Regions from separate parts of the Oryctolagus cuniculus genome. Here region 1 is linked to region 2. Evidence: chromatin contacts called from public Hi-C data. All regions are on one chromosome and are shown on one strand. Each heading gives the region's core, a stretch centred on a gene start, on an enhancer-like site or on the middle of the called end of the contact. The rest is flanking DNA. Distances are from core to core; before and after follow the strand shown. Region 1 holds the start of LOC127484461 (large ribosomal subunit protein eL33-like). Region 2 has its middle 25 kb from the start of CCL1.

Evidence for each region. Hi-C and Micro-C count contacts between places; a contact is called where the count stands out from the background.
Region 1: a Hi-C map of embryonic fibroblasts shows a contact between it and region 2, with 7 times the contacts expected there. The contact joins the promoter of LOC127484461 here to the enhancer-like site in region 2. A contact is called at or near these places in 5 of 6 Hi-C or Micro-C datasets (ear pinna, embryonic fibroblasts, psoas muscle and 2 more).

The regions. Positions count from the first base shown.
Region 1 is chr17:39,972,033-39,976,633 of mOryCun1.1, forward strand. It overlaps LOC127484461 (large ribosomal subunit protein eL33-like), which reads left to right and starts at 2,680. Exons shown (of 1, transcript XM_070061072.1): 1 at 2,680-3,112. The coding sequence starts at 2,761. The coding sequence ends at 3,093.
Region 2 is chr17:39,874,842-39,879,514 of mOryCun1.1, forward strand. No RefSeq gene overlaps it. Among named protein-coding and RNA genes, the nearest start is that of CCL1, 25 kb to the left of the region's middle. Within about 2 kb of position 1,415, at least 1 of the 8 cell types and tissues checked has an H3K27ac peak or open chromatin away from gene starts, as enhancers often do.

The DNA.
Region 1 (4,601 bases), core at 1,430-3,929, 98 kb after region 2:
GTACTTACAGGAGCCAGATCATGGTGCAACCCTGTGCCGTGCCGCAGCAGCCCCGTGCAGCCTGTGCCCACCTGACACATCAGGAGGCTGTGCTGAGGGGTTGGCGTACGTATGTCATCCAGGCGTGAGTGAGCGCACTCTGGGGGCTTGCCTGGCAGCATGGTCGCTGTGTTTCTCAGGACCACCCTGTCCTTGGGTGATGATGGCTGCTCTGATACTTGCAACCACATGGATGGCATTTGAGTACATCATGCTAAATGGAACACGCCACAGAACCGCACCAGTTGTGGGTGAAGAGGCCCAAATTAGGAGAGATAACAACATAGACCTGTGGGCTGGGAAGAGGCAGAGTGGCCACTCATAGCTATGGGGTTGTTTGGTTTGTGGCCCTGGGATAATGAGATGTACCGGAATTAAGCACTGGGGATGCTTGCATGACTTGGAAAGCCTACAAAAACCACAGACTATACACATTAGAAGAATGAATAGTACAGTGTGGATTCTGTATTGGATCTCCATTTCCAAAGGGCTGTGATAGAATAGATATATAGCCCTGAATACTGCTTGGCACACAGAGGATAGGCAGTGACTGTTTATTTTATTTTTACTGTTTCTTCGTCCGTTGAGCTCCTTAAAAGGTCAGCCTGGGCTGCTTGCTGGGGACCTTGGCTTATCAGGCTGGCTGTCCTGTCACGTCTCAGCTGCCTGTGGGCCTGATGTGTCTTTAGCCTCAAATTCCCTTTCACCATAGAGGGGTCAATCTCTGACCTCTTGGAAGTCACTCTTTGCCTCTGTGGCTTTTCCCCAGCCTGCAAGCAGCAATAGGCGGGTACTGCCTCCTGGACTAGGTGTGACGAGCTCAGGCCAGACACAGAACCAAGCTCCTGCCTGGGCCTGAGCTCCCACGTCTGACTTCCCTGGCTGTCTTTCCTCATCTGCCTTCCCATCTGGTCTTCCAGGATCACTCAGGGCCACATCCAGAGGTGGTTTGGGGAGTGGGGCCGGGGGCCCAACGATGCCGGGAGGGCCTGTGGAGTCTGTGCCTTTGCGAATGTGCAATGTGCGTGTGGTGACCCGAAGGGAAAATGCTGCTGACAACAAACGGCTGCCATCGTCCAGTTCACGGAACGAGGAAGGAAGCTGCAGCTCCACTGGGAAAATGCTTTCAGGGTGCCTCGTGCTCAGCAGTTTCAGATCTCTAAGCCTTTCGTGGAAGGGAGTGGAGAGGAACAAAGAGCCCGCTTCTCCATGTGAGAAAGGGGCGAGGAACCTCCTTGCGCAGAACTTCCTGATGGAGACACTTGTTTCCATTAGCGGGTGGAAGGTCACGGCCGCCGGGACCCCGGGGCAGGAGGGAACAGGCGATGGAGGAGGGATTCGGTTCTGAGGATGAACTCCAGGGTGTGGGGGCAGGCTGGGGCCTGAGAGGACAACCGACTTCCCCGTGGATGCTGGGGCTCAGTGTTCAGTGGTTTTCTCCTCTGCATGGGGGTCTGAACCTTCTCCAAGCAACATCACCCAGCCTCGAGCTGGCAGTGCAGCCGGGGATGGCCTGGGAGGGTGGATGTGAAGTTCCCATTTGGGGTGCGGAAGTGGCTAGGGGTGGGAGGGAAGGCACAGAGCAGTAACACCTCCGGGACCCTGGGCCGCCTGGCAGCTGGCTGGACCAACGTCCTCAGTGTGAGACGGGGCCACAAGGGAGGGCAGATGGGAAGGGAAGAGTGACCTTGGACTGCTGGAAGTTGGAAACAGCAAAGCAGTGGTGGGGACTGGACTCTGCTGGAGCCTCAGAGGCTACATGCCGGTGGTGGTGGTGGTGGGGGTGATTACCAACTGAACCGGGGGTGTGAGTGGAGGGGAGGCACAGACAAGCCTCAGGGTCCAGCTTGTGCCTGGGGTTTAATGGGACGATGGAAGGGCACACAGCTTCCTCAGGAGGCACTGGCTGTGCTGTGGGGAGGTGACATGCTGGAACAGGGTACTCAGAGCCCACGACAGGCTAAGTGGGAGGGGAAGGGTGAGGATGGGGCACCACTGGCCTTAGGGAGATGTTTGCAGATGGACTTGGCAGGGGCAGGGGACGTGCGTCTCCACTCTGCATGTGATGGCCGTCCAGAGGGCAGTGTGCAGGCAGTGTGGTTGTACCTCAACGTCCGGTAGCAATTTTAATGAAGCAACTCTTTTGGGCTTTAAATTTGTGATTGATCAATTCACTTGAGAGGCAGAGAGAAAGAGACAGACAGACAACACTTCCACCCACCCGTTGACTCCCCAGATGCCTGCAACAGCCAGGGCTGGGCCAGGCTGCAGCTGGGAGTCAGGAGCTCCATCCTGCTCTTCGGCTGGGAGGCAGAGAACTAAGTATTTGAGCCGTCACTGCTGCTCCCCAGAGCGTGCAGTAGCAGGAAGCTGGAGACAGGCGTTGGGGATGGCTGTTGAGCCCAGGCACTCTGACATGGGATGTGGGCATCTTGATCAAATGCCTGCCCCTCTTTTAGCTTGACCTGGAGTTCCTTAAGGCCTCACACATCATCCTCCTTTAGGAGCTGAGTCAGGAGGTTTCTCTGAATGACAGACGTCAGGCTCTGAGAATCCCACAGGAATCTCAAAAAGTCACAGATCACCACTTACCTGGAAAGGAAATGAACTGTGGAAACTCCACAGTAAGACATTGAGTTAAAAAGTTACCACTAGTGCTCTATTTCCGCCATCTTGGAGCCTGTGGAGGCCTGCAGGGAGCAGGACTTCTAGAAGGCAGCTATGTCTGGAAGACTGTGGTGCAAGGCCATTTTTGCTGGCTATAAGCGAGGTCTCCGGAACCAAAGGGAACACACGGCACTGCTTAAAATTGAAGGTGCTTATGCTCGGGATGAAACTGAATTCTACTTGGGCAAGAGGTGTGCTTATGTGTACAAAGCAAAGAACAACACAGTGACTCCTGGCGGCAAACCTAACAAAACCAGAGTCATCTGGGGAAAGGTAACTCATGCTCACGGAAACAGTGGCATGGTTCATGACAAATTCCGAAGCAACCTTCCTGCGAAGGCCATTGGACACAGAATCTGTGTGATGCTGTACCCCTCAATGATTTAAGCTATTGAAAAGTAAATAAATAAAAGTGGAAAAAAAGTTACCACTAGCCACAAATAAAAGTAAAGTGGAGTTATAAGTCAGGAGCTGAGGCAATGCCTAACGGCTGTTAGGGAGACGCTCCTAATCATACCAAGCAGACATCTCTGGTCAGTCAGATAACAGTGCGCTATGGACAATACCTTTCTACCCATGCTGACTGGACTGTTAAAACATAAGTAAGGTGGGAACAGTATTGACTGGACTGTTCAACTGCAAGCAAGGAAGAAACATTGATTGGACAACAGGTTGGAGGATGGCAAGCTGGAGGACTGCTGGAAAATGAGGATAAAAAGGGGAGCCCTTGCACCACTCTCCATCCTCTTGGGGATCATGGCCCGGTGTGTGTAAACCTCTGGATCTCCATACATCTGGAGCTAAAGAGGCAGCCTGCTACTCTGCATGGAGCAGGTAGCTGCACAAGCCGACCTGCAGAGCTTTCCCTGAGCTGTAACCCCACTGTCTCTGTGTGTGTGTGTGTGTGTGCCTAGTGCGTGTGAACCTCTGGATCTCCTCATACTTGGAGCCGAAGAGCCAGCCCGCTAGCATTTGCTATGCGGCACAAGGCGACAACGGGATTAAGAGGCCAGCGGGGCTGCTGCGTTGCTCTCCTGCCACCGTGCCGGACCAGCCAAGATGCCGCCTCACCACCCTGCCTGGACCCCTTATCAGCCTACTGCCAGACCTGACCACAGAGCCAGACCAGGCCTCTCAGCAGGGGACCTCTCCAACTTCTTGCCTGGCCATCCACCTGGGAACTTTGAGCCTACTGCCCAGCGTTCCCACGACGTCCTGCCTGTAAGTGACTGATCCAAGATCTGTCTCTGCCAAGACATGGAGCTCTGGACCTTGAACACTGACACTCTTTTTCGTGATCGTGACATGAACTTTGAAAATGCAGCTTTTATAAATAATGTTAGTCATTATTTGCTTTGACCCTATGTTTTGACCCCTATGCAAGGTATCTGTAAATAATGCTGGAGACCTTGATGTACATATACTATTATAATTGGATAACCCTCAAAATTACTTTAACACTGTATACTGTGATCTGTGGATTAATGAATAAGTTCAAATAGTATTATTGCTATTGATATTAATGGTATTGATTCCCGTAGTCCTTTAGTCATTAAGGAAATAGTGTTACTCTGATAGTTAAGTATTATAGTAAGTAAGTTAAGTAGAAGGTAAGTAGTTACATTAAGCTAAGTAGCTAAGTTAAGTAGTTAAGTCATGATTAAGTAGTGGTGCTAAATTTATTGATAAGTGTATTAAATAGTATAGATTGATAAGTATATTGGTATTGATAAGTGTATTGACCTCAGTGAGCATGCTGATGAGTAGTGTGATAAAAAAACCCTGGTGTGTAAGCAATAAAATCTCTCATTGGAAAGACAGTCCTGTGTCTTTGTGTTCCTTTCTTCCTTGTGACTGACAAGTCATACGTTGCACTTGCTACTGTCGAGCTGCAC
Region 2 (4,673 bases), core at 165-2,664:
GGCGCTTGATGTATACGCTGATACTCATGTGTCATTGTCTCTAGCTTTTTCCAGTGAACATAATCAGTGTGCATCGCTCATCTCTACCTCTACCTTTGTCTCTCTCTCCATTTGCTCCCTTCTTCCCCCTCGCCATCCTTCCTCCCTCCCTCCTTCCTCCTATCAATCATTTATCTATTAATCAATCTATATCCTTAACACTATGAGTTCATACAATACCTAATTCCAGATAACATCACAAAGTTTTCCCCAATGTTCCAAATTTCTATATTTTGCTTTGGAAGCTTCTCCAGCACTGAGTTGGCTTCCGTTATCTTGACAGATGTCAATGTTGTCTCAACCCATGTTTATGTCACCTAGCTATGTGGCTAACTCAGACCCAGCCCTGTCAGCCCCGACTTGTGGGCCACTCTCTTGAACTCAGCCTGGCCCTGAAAAACACACTGGGTAAGGCTCCAGTCCTAGTTCCAGTCCCAGCCCTGGCAACACACCAATCACGTGTCCAGCTGAGTTCCTGACCTTGGCCTCCATTAACCTCCTGGTTGAGATCCAGGTATTGGCCAAGGAGAAGGAGAATAATGAACAGATGAATCTGTGAAACAGAGACGGAGTGAGGACCTGCATGCAGACAGTTCACTGGGGCACCTCAGAGAGAGTGCCCGGGCATGTTGTATGGATGGAGGAGAAGCCAGGGCAAGTTGTATGGTCAGGGTCAACGTGGTGAGCGCTGCGCACCGATCCTCCAGGGACACTGTGGGCAGCCCACAGCCTGACTTCCAGAATCAACAGCCAGAGGCAGGAGAGCAGAAAGCAGCTGTCCCTGCCCTGCCTGGGGGGATGGCTGCCTCCCAGCGTGCTCTCTTTCAGGAACTTCCTGCCTCAGGCAAGTATACAGGCCGAGCACACTCCTGACCTGACAGGGCACCAGGGGGAGCCTGTGCACCACCAGCAAGGCGTGAGGGGCGCTGAGAGCTGATGTGAAGAGAGTAGAGTGAGTCACAGCCTGCCACAAGCCATCCACCGAGCCCCAGAGGATCTGTCGCCTTCCCGGGACCACCCAGCTTCTTTGCCCTTGGTCGACAAGGAAGGGAGTGACTGGCAGCTCTCAGATTCCAACCAGTTTACGTAAGGATGTGGATTCTAAAAATACTGCTATTCTGGTCAGGGCAGTGAAGCATCATTTAAAATGATGACGTGGTACCTGAGTTCTGCAGTGGTTAACGCTACTGGGATTTAAATGTAATGACAAAATTCTACAGTGCAGCTGGGTAAGGTTTGGAGAAAACCAACAGGTGGTGTCAGCACAGAGTGAGTCTTCCTGCCCTTGGGATTCTGGATTTGTGGTCTGGGATTTGTGAAAATCTGGACCCCCATCTCCACGTCCCATTGGTCCTGGAAGCTGCGGAAGAGACAGGTTAAGATTGGAAAGGGCCCTCCTCTGCCTACTGCTCTTGGGGCTTCAGGAGCTCCCTGGAGTGACCTCTGAAAGCTTATCTGCAGGTCTGTCTGCTATGTGAGCTGTTTTTGTTTTTGTTTTTGTTTTCAATAATCTAGGTCCTGGCTGGCTCCAGGGTTTTAATTGCAGACATTTTAACTTCCCACTCTGCCCAGCCAACAGCTCAGGCCGTGTTTCCAAGAGAAGAGACATGGGTGTGAAATCAGAGAGACTTGTCAGAGACCGCCCATTCCGCGGCTCCGGCCTGTGGCCAGGGGTCACCCTCACTGCGGGAGGGGCCATCCTAAGGTCAGGCGGGGATGTCCACTTAGCCTGAGTGACTCAGAGTTGGGTCAGCTTGGAGATGAGGATCCAGGTCTCCCGCCGCCTCTGCTTCCCAGCGTGCTGAATTCCAAGCCTGCTGAGCCTCTGCACATCCGTCTTGGACAGCAGGCCCTGAGGAGCCGGCTCACGAGATAGGAAGCTCCCTTCTCTCCGTGGGGAGTCTTGTCCGGGTGCCTCACTATGGTGAGTCACACGTCTGCAGGAGAAGCGGCTGAGCTCAAGAAGTTCAGCGAGACCTTGACCGCAAGAAGCTGCCGGGAAGAGGAGGCGTGTGCCTTTGAATGGATACCGGCAAAAGCTCTCAGGGTCCGGCTGGAGGTGTGGGGATGGAGAGTGTCTCAATCCTTTCTGCAGCTGACACAGGGTCATTTACAGACAACGCAAACATGCTGCTCCCAGTTCTGAGGGCTGGGAGGTCCAAGAGGAAGGCTGCCGCGGACCGGGGGCCAGAGAGGGGCCTGCTCTGCCCAGATGGCGCCTTCCGCGTGTCCTCGCCGGCCCCCCGCAGGCCTTCTTTATAAATGCACTGGCGTCACTTAGGAGGGCAGACCCCTCGGGGCCTCACTGCCCCCTGATGCCTCTGCCAACTGCTGCCAGGGCGGTTGGCACGCGCTGCAAGCTTGCTCTCCAGCGCCGGGGTGTGGTGGTGGCAGAACCTTAAGAGGAGGACTGGAAATGGGGGTGATGCGGCCCCGTGCTCATGAGCGGATTGGTGCTGGGCTTGTGCAGTGGGCTGGGTGTCGCAGTGTGGGGCCCGTCTCCACACAGCTGTAGCCATTTGCTGTCATGGTGTGATGCGGCCTGAGACTCCGGCCACTAGAATCATGAGCCGAATAATCCTCATTTATTTATTTGTTTGTTTCTCTTTTAAAAAAAGATTTATTTATTTATTTGGAAGGCAGAGTTACAGAGAGGCAGAGGCAGAGAGAGAGGGAGGTCTTCCATTGGCTGGTTCACTCCCCAGATGGCCACAGTGGCTGGAGCTGTGCCAATCCAAAGCCAGGAGCCAGGAGCCAGGAGCTTCCTCTGGGTATTCCACACAGGAGCAGGGGCCCCAAGACTTGGGCCATTTTCTACTGCTTTTCCCAGGCCATAGCAGAGAGCTGGGACTAGGCTGGTTCCTATACGCGATGCCGGCACCGCAGGCTGTGGCTTTACCCACTATGCCACAGCTCCCACCCCTCATTTTTTTATGCAGTCCCCAAACTCAGGTATTAGGAATGGCAACCCCAGGTGGACTAGGATGAGGGGGATTAGATTAGGATGAGCTTTGTAGGGGCATAGTCATTCATGCCATAGCAGAGAGAAGCTAATTCTTTTTTAAGAAAAGATTTATTTATCTGAAAGGTAGAGTTACAGAGAGAAAGAAACACACACACAGAGAGACAGAGGCAGAGAGGGAGAGAGAGAGAGAGAGACAGAGAGGTATCTTTCATCTGCTAGTTCACCCCCTAAATGGCCACAACAGCCAGAACTGAGCCAGGCCAAAGCCAGGAGCCAGGAGCCCAGGTCTCTCACATGGGAGCAGGGGCTCAAGCACTTGGGCCATCCTCCACTGCTGTCCCAGGCACATTGGCAGGGAGCTGCATCAGGAGTAGAGCACCTGGGTCTCAAACTGGTGCCTATATGGGATGCCAGTGCTGCAGGCCTGGGTTTTAACTCACTGAACCACAGCATTGGCCCCAAGATAAGCTAATTAGGAGCTGCTTTGTGAGGTTGTAAGGGATGGGCCTATGTCACAGGTCTACTGTTCCCCTCTTGCACAACATCCAACATGTCATCCCTCTGCCTGCTGCATTTTCCTAAGCTTCATCCCCACACAGATCCTCATGGTCTCTTGGGCATCACCCCCATGGCTTTCTCCCAAGCTGTCCCTCCCTCATTCCACCCTGCACTCAGATATCAGGTGTTCTTCCTTATGCATGCCTCAGAGTGTTCTTCTCCTTCTTTGTTATTTTGGATCTTTCGGGAACCCTATTGCTTCCCACTCTGAAATTCAAGACCCCCTACAGTTTATCTCCAACAATTATTTCACACTGGCATCCCATATGGGCACCAATTTGAGACCCAGCTGCTCCACTTCCAATCCAGCTCCCTGCTAATGCTCCTGGGAAAGCAGGGGAGGATGGCCCAAGTGCTTGGGTACCTGCACCCACGTGGGCGACTCAGAAGAAGATCCTGACTCCTGGCTTTGGCCTGGCCCAGCCTTGGTTGAAGAGGCCATTTGAGGAGTGAACCAGTGGATGGAAGACTTCTCTCTCCGTCCTCCTTCTCTCTCTCTCTCTGACTCTGCCTTTCCAATAAAATAAATTAAATCTTTAAAAAATTATTCTCATGTACTTGAAAAGTAGATTGAGAGAGAGAGAGAGAGAGAGAGCTTTCTATCTGCTGGTTCTCTTCCTCAATGCCTGTAACAACCAGGGCTGGGCCATGCCAAAGCCAGGAGCCAGAAATGCCATCTGGATTTCCCACGTGAGTGGTAGCGGCACAAGCACTTGAGTCATAACCTGATGGCTTCCAGCTGAATTAGAAGTGCAGCAGCTGGGACTCACGCTGGCACTCCTATATGGGATGTAGGCATCGCAGGCAGCTGCCTGGCCCACTGTGCCACATCAGCCCTCCAATCCTTATTTCCACTGCTTCAGAGCCCAGGTGGGTGGGATTCCTCCCTCTCTATGTATCCTCCTCCCTCCTGCACGATCTCTGAGGAGCTCGCTCCACGTGCTCTGTATCAGACACACTACCTTTAAGATCAGGCATTGGGGCTGGCACTATGGCGTAGCAGGTGAAGCCGCCACCTGCAGTGCCTGCATCCCTATATGGGCACCGGTTCAAGTCCCGGCTGCCCCACTTTTGATTCAGCTCTCTGCTATAGCCTGGGAAAGCAGTAGAA